Linked DNA regions of Zea mays: all the other regions are linked to region 2. A link is a contact called in public Hi-C data. All regions are on one chromosome and are shown on one strand. Each heading gives the region's core, a stretch centred on a gene start, on an enhancer-like site or on the middle of the called end of the contact. The rest is flanking DNA. Distances are from core to core; before and after follow the strand shown. Region 1 holds the start of LOC100192910 (fumarylacetoacetase). Region 2 holds the start of LOC100274137 (putative beta-ketoacyl synthase family protein). Region 3 holds the start of LOC103626841 (phospholipase D beta 1).

Region 1 (4,858 bases), core at 1,156-3,655, 220 kb after region 2:
AGGTGCGAGGACAACGGCCGACACGTCCCCCGCTGGGGTGCCGGCGTCGTCGACTCGCTCTGGACCGACAGCCGACGAGGTGTCGCCTCCTGCCTAGCCACGATTGCCCCGTCTCCTCCTCCTGTGGCGAGGAGGGTGGCGCGGCAAACCCGGATACTGCTCTTCCGCCACAGGGGGAAGACGTCGTCGAGTTCGCCGCCGCTGGGCGAGCTGACGACCGTCGTTGTTGTCGTGCTGCAAGGGGAGGAGTACCATGTCGTAGCTGCCGTCGAGGGACATGAACTCGAGACTCCCGAAGCGGAGCACCGTCCCGGGCTGAAGAGGTTGCTGAAGACTACCCATCTGGAACTCAACGGGAAGGTGTTCGTTAACACGCAGTAGGCCCCTACCTGGCGCGCCAACTGTCGGCGTCTCGGGCCCGGGGGACCCTCGACCGAGCCGACCAGTGAATTTATCGCTGCGTGCTCCTGCCCAGATGGGTTGGCGCAAGATGGAACACAAGGGGGGAATGCGTCTTGTATTATCTCGCAACGGGGGTGCTCGTAGTAGGGGTTACAAGCGTCGCGAGAGAGAGAGAGAGAGTCTGTTCATTTGCTCGTTCCCCCCACGCGACCCCTCGCAGGAAGGCCCTGGACCTCCCTTTTATAGATGCAAGGAGAGGGTCCAGATGTACAATGGGGGGTGTAGCCATGCGCTAACGTGTCCGATAGAGAAGTGTCTGAGCCCTGTGTACATGCCAATGTGGCTGCCGGAGAAGTGCTTGAGCCCTGTTACGCGATAACGTGGCCGTCGGAGAAGTGCCTGAGCCCTGTAGAAGCACAGCTGGCGGTGCGGCTGGGATCCTGCTGACGTCTCCTTGCTTCCGTAGGGGGCTGAGAACCACCGACGTCATGGACGCACGCGGGGAACCATCATTACCTGTTACCGGGGTGAGCCAGATGGGACGCCGGTCTTGTTCCCTCGTAGCCTGAGCTAGCTAAGGGTAGGGTAATGATGTATCCCCTGTGGCACGGTCGGTCCGAGCCCAAGGTCGGGCGAGGCGGAGACTTCGCCTGAGGCCGAGGCCGAGGTCGGGCGAGGATGCGATTCCTCCCGAGGCCGAGGCCTAAGGTCGGGCGAGGATGCAATTCCTCCCGAGGCCGAGGCTGAGGCCGAGTCCTGGGGTCGGGCGAGGCGGAGACCTCATCCCGAGGCCGAGGCCTAAGGTCGGGCGAGGCAGAGCTTCCTGTTGCGCCTGAGGCTGAACTCGGCTGTTGTCAGCCTTACCCGGGTGGTTGGCACAACAGTCGGAGCGGGGCGAGCGGTCAGTGAAGGGATGAAGTGACTGCGGTCACTTCGACCTTGCCGACTGCGGCGCGCGTTTCAGGATAAGGTGTTAGGCGATCTTCGCATTGAATGCGCCTGCGATACGGTCGGTTGGTAAGGTGATTTGACCAAGGTTGCTTCACGACGAAGCCTGCCCGAGCTGGGCTTCGGGCGAGCTGAGCGCCCACTGCCTGAGGAGGCCCTCGGGCGAGGCTGAATTCGTCCGGGACTACTGTTCCCGCCCGAGGCCGGGCTCGGGCGAGGCGAGATTGCGTCCCTTGGTAGACGAGGTCTTGACCTGAACCGTGCCCATCAGTCTTTGCGGTTTGTGTTGAGGGCGCTTACCAGCCATGTTTAAGAGTGTTGGGGGTACCCCTAATTACGGTACCCGACAAATATTTATGAGATGAATCCATTTATTTTGATACTGCTATTGTCCTCTATGATGTTCATGCTACTGTATGTGTGGTATGTATGGAAGCAAGCGGTTGGTGTTTAATTTGAGATGCATAACATACCATTTGGATCGTTTTTTTTTAGTCGTTGTTTGACTTCTCTGTCCCTAAAGCAAGCGGCTGGGCTGCTCTTGTTTGAAACGGTCGCCGATTCATTTGGATTTTCAAAGACGAAAAAAGAATAAAAAATGATATCACAAACTTGAACCGAGGGAGAACCTAGGGAGAGGTAGTAGATAGATATCAGAAGCCACATGATAACCCGCCGATGCATAACATACTGCTATTGTAATACTAGTAGTAGTAGATAGAGATCGACGCTGGCCTATTCTTTTCAGAGATGAACCGAGTGAGAGGTAGGGGCAATTTTGACTCTTAGATGATAAATACATGGAAATAAATTATAAAAAAATATAATACACGTTAAATGGTAGTATAATCAATTAGAATATATTTATAGTCCTTTTTTTACGAAGAAACTATTTCGAATGACATTTGTACGAAGCACGATGTTTAGAGTCACAAATATACAATTATCTCCGGGGTTTTTTACCTTAAAAAGGTTTAGTAAACCCTGCTGTCTGCTGGTCTTCAGTTTTCACGGCGGGTTGTCGTGGCCTGTGGCTGGGAGCCTGGGTGGCTGTGGGCAGGAGTATGCCAAGATGATCGAGACACCAACAAACCAAACACCATCCGCCACGACCACGACTCCACGAGAGAGCGGAGGAGGAGGGGGAGCAATGGCAGAGCCGGGCCAGCAGTTGCTGCGGTCGTTCGTGGAGGTGGCAGCGGGCTCGCACTTCCCTATCCAGAACCTGCCCTTCGGGGTCTTCCGCCGGCGGGGGTCGCCACCGCAGGCTCCGCTCCCCCCGGTGGCCATCGGGGACTTCGCGCTCGACCTCGCCACCGTCGCCGACGCGGGTCTCTTCGACGGGCCCGCGCTCTCCGGCTCCCCGTGCTTCCACCAGGTGCCTGCTCTGTTCCTCAGGCCTTTGATTTGGTTCGATTGCTCCATGTTAGTACTGCTACTGGTATGGCGATTTAATCTTTGTGCTGTTTTGCGTGGAGTTGTAATTGGGCTGTTAAGCCGGGATTTGGGGTGTCAATGTGGCTAATTAGCTTTGTAATAGTGGGCCGGCCTTATTAGCTTGACTAAAAGCTGTAACCTGGAGTGGATCTGGAAATAAGAAAGAAATAGAAACAGAATCCCAACAAACTTATCTGTGAGTTTGAGCGCTTTTCTTCTGTTCCTCTCCTTTGCTGGATTTGGCGCGGCTCACGTCGTCGAAGTTGCGCATCGGCGGCCACGGGCGGTGTCATCTGGTATCGGATTCGGGGTCGGCTGCGTCTTCATCCTCTTCCACGTGCTGTTCCTCGTCTTTGGCGGTTCGTGGGCGACTTCTTCTTCTGCTGGGTCCATCCAGTTCATCACTACGGCGCCCGCAACCAAACCATCGGTACAGACTCGTTTGGTGTTACAGGCTATGGCGGATGGGGAGCGAGTTAGTCAGGAGAATTGGAGTCGTGTTATTGAGACGTTGGAGGGAGTGAGTAGCAGGTTGAAGGATGTGGAGAGGGTGCAGCAACAAATCATGATGCGGACTGAATTAGCGGCATCAGTTGCTGAACAGGCTGCGAAGGAGAGAAATGATTTGGGTCGTAAATTGGAGGAGACTGGAAGGGGAATGATATTTGGGCTTTAGTGGTGTTGGAAGAGGTGTCTGCAGATCAGGGAGTACAGCAGCAGGGGGATCTTCAGCAGTTACTTCAGGAGTTTGGAGATGTGTTTGAAGTGCCTTCTCAGTTACCTCCTGCTAGGGTGTATGATCATCATATTCCTTTGGTTCCTGGAGCAGTACCAGTGAATTCCAGACCTTATAGGTACTCTCCTCTTCACAAGGATGAAATTGAGAGACAAGTGGCTGCTTTGTTGAAGGCTGGTCTTATTGTTCCTAGTGTAAGCCCGTTTGCTTCTCCGGTATTGTTGGTTAAGAAGAAAGATAGCACTTGGAGGTTTTGTGTGGACTACAGGAAATTAAATTCTTTGACCATTAAGAACAGATTTCCTATGCCGCTTGTAGAAGAGATTCTGGATGAACTGGCTGGTACTAAATATTTTTCTAGTCTGGATCTTACTGCTGGGTATCACCAGATTAGAATGGGGGAAGGTGATGAGCATAAAACAGCCTTTAAAACCCATCAGGGTCATTACCAGTTCAGGGTCATGCCTTTTGGGTTAACCAATGCTCCTGCAACCTTTCAATGTGCTATGAATTCTGTTTTGGCTCCTTTTCTTCGGAAATTTGTCATGGTTTTCATTGATGACATTTTGGTCTATAGTGCTACATGGGAGGAACACTTGGCTCATATTAAGATGGTGCTGCAGACTTTGAGAGAGCACCAGTTCTATCTGAAGAGGAGTAAATGTGTGTTTGGGAGGAATGAGCTCATTTATTTGGGACATATTATCTCTCACACAGGAGTGGCCACTGATCCTGCTAAGACAACAGCCATGGAGAAATGGCCTGTTCCTCAGTCAGTAACTGAGTTGAGGGGGTTTTTGGGTCTCACTGGGTACTATAGGAGATTTGTGAGACATTATGGGATTATTGCAAAACCTCTTACTAATCTGTTGAAGCATAAGGCTTTTCAGTGGAGTCCTGAGGCTGATCAGGCTTTTCAAGCGCTGAAGAAGGCTATGCTTACTACTCCTGTGTTGGCCCTACCCAGGTTTGATGAGTTATTTGTTGTGGAGACTGATGCTTGTGATGATGGGATAGGTGCTGTTTTGATGCAATGTGATAGACCAGTGGCATATCTAAGTAAAGCATTGGGTGCTAAGAATAAGATGCTATCCATTTATGAAAAAGAGTTTTTGGCTCTAATCATTGCAGTGGACAGGTGGAGGCAATATTTGCAGAGGGCTGAATTTGTGATTAAAACTGATCATCAGGCTTTGAGTTTTCTGGATGATCAGCTTTTGCAATCTGATATGCAGAGGAAGGCTATGGCTAAGTTGATGGGGCTTCATTTCAAAATTGTTTACAAAAAAGGCAAGGACAATGTGGCTGCCGATGCTCTATCCAGGATTGGTCATG
Region 2 (5,037 bases), core at 955-3,454:
TTATTCCCGTATGCTACCTTAGTGTATTTCTCTTGACCGGATATGGATAGTTAAGATTTAGAACGGATACATGATGGAACCGGGTAATAATCCAGACGGGTAAGAAACAGATAATGGATACTACTCGGATAGATAATTATCGGGTAGTTAGTCCCGATGATATAATCGAACCATCCAACAAATACATAAATTAAGCAATATATAATCATGTATATGATAGATCAAATGTAGCAAAGGAAACTGATAAAATTGACATCATGTAGATCAAAGTTACTAATCACAAGAACATTGTAGAACCAACACCACAATATTAAAAATCCATAAAATATTCTAGTTTCACTCAAAAAATGCAAATAAGTTACAAAAACTAATAAACATTTTATACGAAGATAAATCAAGTTCTTGTATAAAAAATAATAAAGTAAAGTACTAATTATGTTGAAACTTGGATACTTACAGTGATTTCACATGTAACTCATACAAATAAGTGAAAGTGAAATAAAGAAACGCGGACATCTTATAAATCTTATGATCCAAACATTTTTTATGGTTATATATAGACATATGTTGTGCCTCCGTAAAATTTCACGGTTTTTGAGGCTATTTATGTATTATTAAATTCTTATCATAGAAAATCATCGAAATACAATTAAATCCATGAAATATTGTAGCGTCGATCAGAAATTGCAAATAAGTTACCGATACTAATAAATAGTCTATAAAAAAGATAACCTTAACCTTAAGTTCCCACATAGAGATAACCTTAAGCCCCACACATAAAAATGATAAAAGTCTATTAATTTGATATAAATTTGGATATTATTTCATTGATTTTGACATAAAGATATGTTTAAACAAAAAATTGATAGACTACAAAGTTATAGATCTCTTTGAGCTCTACAATTTTCATATAAACTTTTCTTCATCTGATTTTATATGTAAAAGTTATGATTTTATAACTATATTATGCAGAAAAAGAAAAAAACGGGTACTCGAATTCCGGGTACCCGTATCCGACCCGAATCTGAAACTGTATTATCCGAGTATTACTTGTATCCGTCCCGAATATAAAAATATCCGAATCCGTATCCGAAAAAACGAATATTTGCACTATCCGTATCCGATACCCGACGGGTATACTTAGAGATGGCAATGGGTAAATACCCACCGAGTATTACTACCTCATACCCATACCCACGACACAAAAATAACCCCATCGGGTCACCCATATACATTGGCGGGTATGAATTTACCCCCATACCCATACCCATGTGGGTATGGGTTACCCATCGGGTCACCCGTACCCACAAAAATTAAAAATCTATCAAAACATTATATTATACAAATGTCAAGTATATCCATCTAAATACTATTACAAAATTTCTAGCATTATTTAACCATCCATTCAACACACCAAAGATAATTGGATAAAATAGTAACACTAGGATAGTACTACATAGCACATTATATGTTCCATTACATGGTCATTAAATTGTTGTTAAGCCTTCTATTACATTATGGCCTAAAAAGTAGTAAAAAGGATGGATGACTAAAACCCAAGTTAATGTTTGGGCTAAGTTTATATTGGGTATTTTATATCCACGGGTTAACGGGTATGGGTGAAGGCGGAACATTCTAATACCCGTTTACCCATTGGGTGAAGATTTTTGCCCAATAACAAACCCGCGGGTAGAATATTTAGCCCATATACATACCCTAATGGAGTAAATACCCATCGGGTATCGGGTCGCGGGTACCCATTGCCATCTCTAGGTATACTCGACCCGTTTTCACCCATAATTGTGGTCTTGTGTGCGGGGCGTTGAGAGGGCGGTTTGTGAGTGATGATCTACAGATTTATGACCGTTGGATATAATTGAGAGGGAGAGGGAGGAGGTAAATGAAGCAATACAGAGTGTAGGTTTTAATGGTGAGATAATTTATGTTAATTTTTTGTGTGTACTTAGTGATGTTTTAAGTGGTGGATTATACGAGGCAGAGATAGAGAAGAGATAGAGAGTAAAGATAGACAAGAAAATTCAAAGGTCCGTTGCATCACAGTAATGGCCCGTCAGCCTGCTTCCCTTGGCCCATCTAGAAAGCGGTTGCTTCGGGCTTCGAGGCCTTACTCGTCGGCTGCTCCTGCCCGCCTCCGTCTCCCACAGCCCACAGTCCCACACAGCCACGGCCACGCCGCCGTCCTCGAGCCGCCTGATGAGCTGCCTCCGCCGCGCTTCCCGCCTCACCCGGGGTCTCTCTTCCTCCTCGGCGGCGGAGGCGGAGACGCTCCCGCCGCCGCGCCCCTCTGCGGGTCGCCGCGTGGTCGTGACGGGGCTGGGCGCCGTCACGCCGCTGGCGCGCGGCGTGGGCGCCACCTGGGATCGCCTCGTCGCGGGGAGATGCGCCGTGCGCTCTCTCGCCGCAGAGGACCTCCGCTTTCCGGAGGAAGCAGCGGGGAGGACGCTCGAGCAGCTCCCGTCCAGGGTGGTCGCCGCCGTGCCGCGCGGGAAGGGCGAGGACGAGTTCGCCGAGGACACGTGGACCAAGGTGTCATGCTTTACTTTTGTTGCTCACGGTGTCCATGTGCGAGTACGCGATCATTGTGCCATTTGTTTGCTTACTTCATGTTCTTAATTTTTTATTGAACTTTCTTGTTTCCAGGATAAATCTGTATCAGGATTTATTTCCTATGCTCTGTGTGCAGCTGATGAGGCTTTAAGAGATGCAAATTGGTTGCCTTCCGAAGATGATAAGAAGGAAAGAACGGTACCATGTGTCTTCTGTAGAAGCTCATTTTCATATTCGTACTTGTATTTTTGAGTTCTGGGTCTGATTAATGCTGTATCAGGGAGTCTCTATTGGTGGAGGGATTGGAAGCATCTCCGATATCTTAGATGCATCACAAATGATCATCGAAAATGTTTGTATCCTTGCTCCTGCACTGCAAGTTTGCTGTTTGCAACACCAACACTCATTGTATGCTATGGTAGTTCAATTTTAAATGATGCATTTTAAATGATGATTGCAAACAGTTAGATAATTCCTCTTCATTGATATGTGTTTCTATGATCTCAACTTCTGTTCATCTATTGTATGATATGTTGAGAATGTATCGAGGAAATGCAATGTTAGAAGTCTTGTTTAGACCAGATCACCAGATGTCCAAAAGCAATCCAATATGTATATGGTTTATCTTGTTGCCATGCTTTTGGCTTGCAATGACACACATGCATCACAATATAAATGATCATATTCTAGTTACTTCCAATCCTGAAAGGTATAGTGTTGTTTTTTTTTTCCTTTTTTAACAGCGTCTACGTCGTCTCAGCCCATACTTCATCCCCAAGATTTTGATCAACATGGCATCAGGTCATGTCAGCATGAGATATGGTTTCCAGGTGATCTTCCTTGTTGCCATTTAGAATAGCTATGGTTTTTCATTGAATGGATGTTAATAGTAGTAGTCATGCTTCTAGCTTAGGGTCCAAACCATGCTGCTGTGACAGCTTGCGCCACTGGTGCTCACTCTATTGGCGATGCTACTAGGATGATCCAATTTGGTGATGCCGATGTGATGGTGGCTGGTGGAACTGAGTCCAATATTGATGCTTTGTCTATAGCGGGATTTTCTAGGTAAGTATGTTCCCAAATGTTTTGTTTTGTCTGTCTTCCAAAACACTACTGTATGTTTTGCTTGCAAAAAATAGTACTGTGTGTGCTTTCCTTTTATGCTTTACTATGGTTATTAGGAGACATCACTGAATATGAGGGTTGTAGTAAGCAATAGAGAACCCATTTTTTCGCATCCACTAACAACCACTCAAATGTAAATGCAAATTTGCAAACTTTAGGTACCTTCATGTTTTGGCTTTTGCCCACTGTTGCTGATCGATATGTAGTTTTCCTCCTTATTAGTGCGACCAACCAATACCTTATTCCATTTTTCATTTACATTTTGCAGGTTAAGAGCATTGTCTACAAAATATAATTCCTCTCCACTTTTAGCTTCAAGACCTTTTGATTGCGGTAGAGATGGATTTGTGTATGTCATGCCACTGTTAGATTTTGTCTGTGTTTAATCTTCTGCTTATTCTTTTTTCCATGCTCTTACCATTTGTTCTAAACTGATGAATAGGATTGGTGAGGGCTGTGGGGTCATGGTTTTGGAGGTGAGTGGTTTGGGACTTTAGGTATTGTTGCTTAAAACCAATCATTACTTCCAGTAACACACAAGGCAGTATTGAAGAGCAATGCCTGTCTTTTCTTGACATTTCCACTCTCTGCTCATTTTATACGTATTGTAGATTATTTACCTCCAGGTTTTAAAGTCGGCTAGTCGACTCTAGTCACTTGAACACCGATAAGGTGACTAATCGCGATTAGTCGAGCCTAGTCAACTCCTAACAAAACCATAACAAAACCATATGTATATAGTAGTACACCATAACAAAACCATATGTATATAGTCGAGCCTAGTCATTTTATAGTAGTACACCATAACAAAACCATATGTATATATATAGTTGTAGCAGGACTGCAATACATTAGTACACTATAGTTGTAGCAGGCACGCACAATACTGCTGAACAAGTGAACAAGCAAAAGAACAAAGGCATTACCGTCTGAAGAGGTGCTCATCTCGGTCTGAAGTTCAGAACAGATTATGAACTGTGAACTCTGAAGAAGTCTGATGTTCTCTAGGGTGGTCAGGAAGTCTGAACTATGAAGAAGTCTGAACTCTGAAGTTTAGGATGGCTGCACGCTGGACGGTGGACACCGGTGGAGGCATGGAGCGGAGGCGGGCGCTGCACACTGGAGGGCGGAGGCTCGAGCACAAGCCTCTGCAGCAGCCACACGATGGAGCAGAGAGCCGCCGGAGTAGAGGGGGCGCAGTCGCACGCTGGAGAAGGGGCGACGGCTACTGTGCGGCTGCTGTGGTACAGTAGGGCAACACAGGGTTTCTACTTTTTACTGTAGAGATGGTGGGCCGGCCGCCAACCCATAGAACATAGGACAGATTACAGGCCCAAACCAGGC
Region 3 (4,622 bases), core at 1,215-3,714, 170 kb after region 2:
ATCGCTCCCCTGGCCATAAAAGCTTCGTTCCTCGTGCCACAAAAGAAACGGGCGGGCTAGAGTCCTCATCGTCAATCGTGTCGCCGCTGTTGATCCGTGCCTACAGGCTCGCGGTGCACCTAGGTTGCAGCCCCAAGGAATATCCTACGCATGTGGACTCTCGCCATAACGTCAGTATACGATAAACACCCGTGGCGCTGCTGCAACTCCTCACCGAAGTTATGGCTCCGCCGTGGATTGTACGTCTCCGTGGATAGAAATCCTCGGCGCATCAATCGTCGGTAGGTATGTGCCTCCTTGCTTCGCTTTTGTATCCGCAACATTTTGAACCATTCTTCGTCGAGTTTTGGTCACCAGTGCGTCGGGCGGTGTCGCTCCGGTGAACTCCATGGGCGGATCCCGGCCACGCCGCCATGCCCATAAGGCGGGGGAGGGAGATGAAGTTCATGCCGTTGGTTTCTTATCCAACAGTGGTGATTAGATAGGGAGATAACCTTTTGATGGATTGGATCCGGGCCATCAATCCAGATCGGACGGATGAAAATCGATCGCGTGACTTTAAAACCTGGACATTGATCTGTGATCCTATGGCTGTCGTTGCGTACCGATTCACGGGGCTTCGATCTAATCCGGATCGTCGATTGTGGATCGGACGGATAGGAATAACCTATACCCCTTCGGCCTCGCGACTTTTGCGAAAGAACCCCCAAGGTATTTACAATTCAACCCGCCATCCACCCGCAGCTTATAAAATATTACAGAGAAGTCCAAATATTAGCAGTTTTAACCCTAGGGTTGCCTGAATTAGTGGCTGCCACCCCCTGGTTAAGATAAAGCACATAAAATAAGTTATAAAATCCAGGAAATTCGCTGGAAAATGATTTTTAGAGTAAAAATTAGTGCAATAAACTTAGGAAAATCATAACTTGTCCATTTTAGCTTCGAATGGACCCGTTCAAATTGTAGTAGCTTCAAATAAATATTTACTATGCATTACCACACATTAATTAGACATACCACATCGTTTATAATTAGATATTTATCCTATGTCTAATAGATTAATCCATCTAATTAAAGTAACATGTTTATAATGTGATATTTAACTAAGATATGACATATAAATAAAGATTATCCTTAATGTATATCTCACATGATCTATAAAACCAATCTAAGGCCCAGTTTTAATTATTTAATCACTACAATCTTCCGAAAGGCATATCCTCTTAATCGTAACTCCGATTTTAGTGGTTCTTGAGCCCACGATCTCTTAGCAATGCGTAGATTATTATTATGCAGTTGTTCTTATGTTTGGTGTGATGTTAATTTTTCCTATACACTGTTTATTTGTATTGCTACGTTTAGCAGTGAGGTCACGAGTCATCTGAAGAGCAAGTTGGTACCTGGAATCCCATGTCCCAGGAAAGTTGTGCCCTTGATCACTTTTATTTACCCAATAATGTTCTCAATAATCATTTTATCATGCATAGGTTTAATTTTGATGGAACCCAATAGGTCACCCTAGTCTGGTTATCTTTACACCTTGTTTACCCTTGAACTATTTGGGTAGTTTTTGCTATTGCTCTATATGGTTTTGGGATTAATATTATATTATGATTATGTTCCAATCATACTGTTATTTTACATATTGTTCATGACAAGATCATTATATTAATTGGAACATGGAGCTTAACTTGAGAAACACGTGCCACCACAAGGGTGGAATGGGACGCCCTTCGATGACTAATTAGGAAAGTTAGTGGAAGACTACCTTACCCGAAAGGGGCAAGGGCAGTAGGGGAGTAGGCTTGTAGGCAGGTTCTCGAGTTGATTTTGCTACGATGGCGGTCAGACGAGGGATTTCTACATTGCTCTTCCTAGAAACTGTAGTGGGTTTTCAGAAGCTAGTGGAACTTTGTAAAGGCCTCGTAGTGGATCCCTAGCCTTCACCTCAGAAGTGTCTAAGGTCCTTGCAAACCCTGGCGACATGGGATACACGACTTGTGGGTACAGGGCACAACCTCTGCAGAGTGTAAAACTGGTATACTTGTCGTGCTCGCGGTCATAAGCAGCTCAAGGCTCTCGCATGATTAAATTATGGAACTAAATTCAATTTGTCATATGCATTGCATCGTGGGTGTTGTTATCAATTTTGATCTATTATTACTCTGGTTGATATCTACTTATACTTAGTAATTGCTAATAAAATTTTGACCAACTTTAAAAGCAATGCTCAGCTTCAACCATTCACTATAAGAAACTAATAAATGTTCGTGGGTTAATTTAAGAACGTGGGTATCGACGTTCTTAATTGAGTTATGTTCGTGGGTTAAGTTAAGAACGTGGGTACCCACGTTCTTAAATTAAATTCGTGGGCCCGTGGTAAAACCGTCGAACTTATCGTATTAGGAACGTGGGTACCCACGTTCTTAACTTAAATTCGTGGGCCACATAGACACCGTCGAACTTAACCCAAAAACCTAAATCTCTCACCCCGCACGTCTCTCTTCTTTCCCTTTGTCTATCGCGCACGCCCGCAGCTAGCTGCCAGCTGCGCACCCGCCGCCACCCCGCGCCCGCCCCACCGCGCGTCGGCTCGCGCGCCGCCACCCAGTGCGGCCCCGCCGCCCCACCGTTAAGGCAGGTTATGCGGCCGACAAGGGGGCGGCGTCCGGGAACCCATAGAGTCACGTCGTGCTGGGGAGGCATAGGATTCGGATCCGGCCGTGGCCGCACCCGGACCTCGTCGAGGTGATGCGGGCGCACCGGATCATGGAGTGCGTGCAGGAGGAACAGCGCCGCTGGTACGGTGTCAAGGAGCCGAGGCAGGTGCTCGCTGTCACCCCGACCTACTCACGCGCGTTCCAGGCGCTCCACCTCATCGGCCTCCTCCACTCACTCCGTCGAAATCCTTGCGCATACTGGCACGGTAGACCAACTACGGCTCAGCGAGGAGGACAAGCAGAATATGCCTCTTCCAGTCCATGGCCCTGCTTGCAACTCCTCAGGGCATCTGATTGGATGGCACACGTTCAACTCATTGCCCTTCTCTGGGAAGACGGCCACAGTTGTTGGTGAAGCAACCCCTGTTCTGCCTAGGGATTTGGAGTGGGCTGGTTTTGTGTTGAACTCGAGGATGCTGTGGAAGGAGGCTGACAGCAAGCCTGACTGGGTGAAGGATCTTGATGCTGTGGGTGAGAACTTTGAGGAGCGCTGGTTAAAGGCATCAAAGCGCAGTGCCGCTAAGAAACTGTCAAAATTGTCGAGGTCGCATAATGAGTCGTTGTTGTGGATCAAGAAGATACCTGATATTATTGCTATTGACGACGAGATCTATTCAAATGATGATGATCCAGAGAGATGGGACATGCAGGTAAGTCTACCAAAGGGCTCCATAAATCACTGCAAAATAAATAATTCTGACATTCATGGTCGATCCCTGAGAAAATTTCACCTGGAAAGCAGATTTTCCGATCAATTGATTCGAATTCTGTCAAGGGTTTTCCAAAAGATCCACGGGAGGCCACTAGTAAGGTAAATGTACTAGACTATACCTATGTTGACCACATATGCAGTGCTTCATTGTTTGTGCTTAATACAAAATTTTGCTTTGATTAACAGAATCTTGTTTTTGGGAAAAATGTACTGATTGATATGAGCGTGCATACAGCATATGTGAATGTCATCCGAGGTGCTCAACATTTCATCTATATTGAGAACCAGTACTTCCTTGGCTCTTCATTTAACTGGGATTCACATAGAGATGTTGGTGAGCATAATATACTACTTCTCCCTTATGATCACACTACTACAAAACATGTTATATGAGACGGTTAATTTTCAGTTCTTAAGACGCTTATGAAGTGTCCAAATTTGATGGAGTCGTAAAAGATGTCCCACATTTAAGATGTTTGTAAACCGTCTTAAAAGATATTATATAAGACAATTTTTAATTTATAACCGTTTGAAAAAAGGTATTTGTTTAAGTCATTTCGTCCGATAAATCGTCTTGAATTAGGTTTTTATTTAAGACACTACTTCTAAAGAACCGTAGAGAAAACAAACATTATAAGTCATAAAGTATTTATCAAACTATCTCGAATATCCAACAATAATAGACGATTACAATAGGTACCATTCAATATATCATAAATAAGTATTGTCAAACAAGACATACATAAGTGTACTCTAAATCTAAACTAAAATACAACTTTTTTGCACTAATGTTAAGCCTAACTTTATATGAATTCAAGTCTCCACACTTTTGCGACCACCAAATTTGAATTCCATTCTATGTTTTCTTGTACAACAAATAGGAGAAAAACTAGACATAGCATGCAAAAAGCTCCAAGCAGCACGTCGATGACCTCGAAGCTGCCCTTGTGCTTCTCCCAGTTCTTGATCACTCCTACACGCCCGGTGTTCCTCCCGCCGGTCACCATGACCACGTTGCTGACGTCAAACTTGAAGAAGTCCATGATCTTGTTGGTCTCTAGATCAATCTTGATGGTGTCGTTGGCCTTGATGAACGGGTCGGGGTAGCGGATGGTGCGGCCATCGTAGGTGTTCAGGTAGGGGATGCCTTTCTGGCCAAACTGAACAGACCTCACCTTGCAGAGCTTGAA

The links. A called contact is a pair of places that touch in the nucleus more often than the background predicts.
Region 1: a Hi-C map of tassel shows a contact between it and region 2, with 3 times the contacts expected there. The contact joins the promoter of LOC100192910 here to the promoter of LOC100274137 in region 2. A contact is called at or near these places in 3 of 25 Hi-C or Micro-C datasets (ear, leaf and tassel).
Region 3: a Hi-C map of leaf shows a contact between it and region 2, with 4 times the contacts expected there. The contact joins the promoter of LOC103626841 here to the promoter of LOC100274137 in region 2. A contact is called at or near these places in 4 of 25 Hi-C or Micro-C datasets (ear, endosperm, leaf and 1 more).

What each region holds. Positions count from the first base shown.
Region 1 is chr5:123,187,995-123,192,852 of Zm-B73-REFERENCE-NAM-5.0, forward strand. It overlaps LOC100192910 (fumarylacetoacetase), which reads left to right and starts at 2,406. Exons shown (of 14, transcript NM_001138097.1): 1 at 2,406-2,728. The coding sequence starts at 2,423.
Region 2 is chr5:122,969,551-122,974,587 of Zm-B73-REFERENCE-NAM-5.0, forward strand. It overlaps LOC100274137 (putative beta-ketoacyl synthase family protein), which reads left to right and starts at 2,205. Exons shown (of 13, transcript NM_001148515.1): 1 at 2,205-2,547; 2 at 2,662-2,766; 3 at 2,849-2,920; 4 at 3,312-3,398; 5 at 3,482-3,633; 6 at 3,962-4,042; 7 at 4,136-4,169. The coding sequence starts at 2,215.
Region 3 is chr5:123,141,226-123,145,847 of Zm-B73-REFERENCE-NAM-5.0, forward strand. LOC103626841 (phospholipase D beta 1) reads left to right here and starts at 2,465. Exons shown (of 8, transcript XR_004849550.1): 1 at 2,465-3,370; 2 at 3,463-3,531; 3 at 3,619-3,766. LOC103626840 (mediator of RNA polymerase II transcription subunit 33A-like) reads right to left here. Exons shown (of 3, transcript XR_002262341.2): 3 at 4,209-4,622.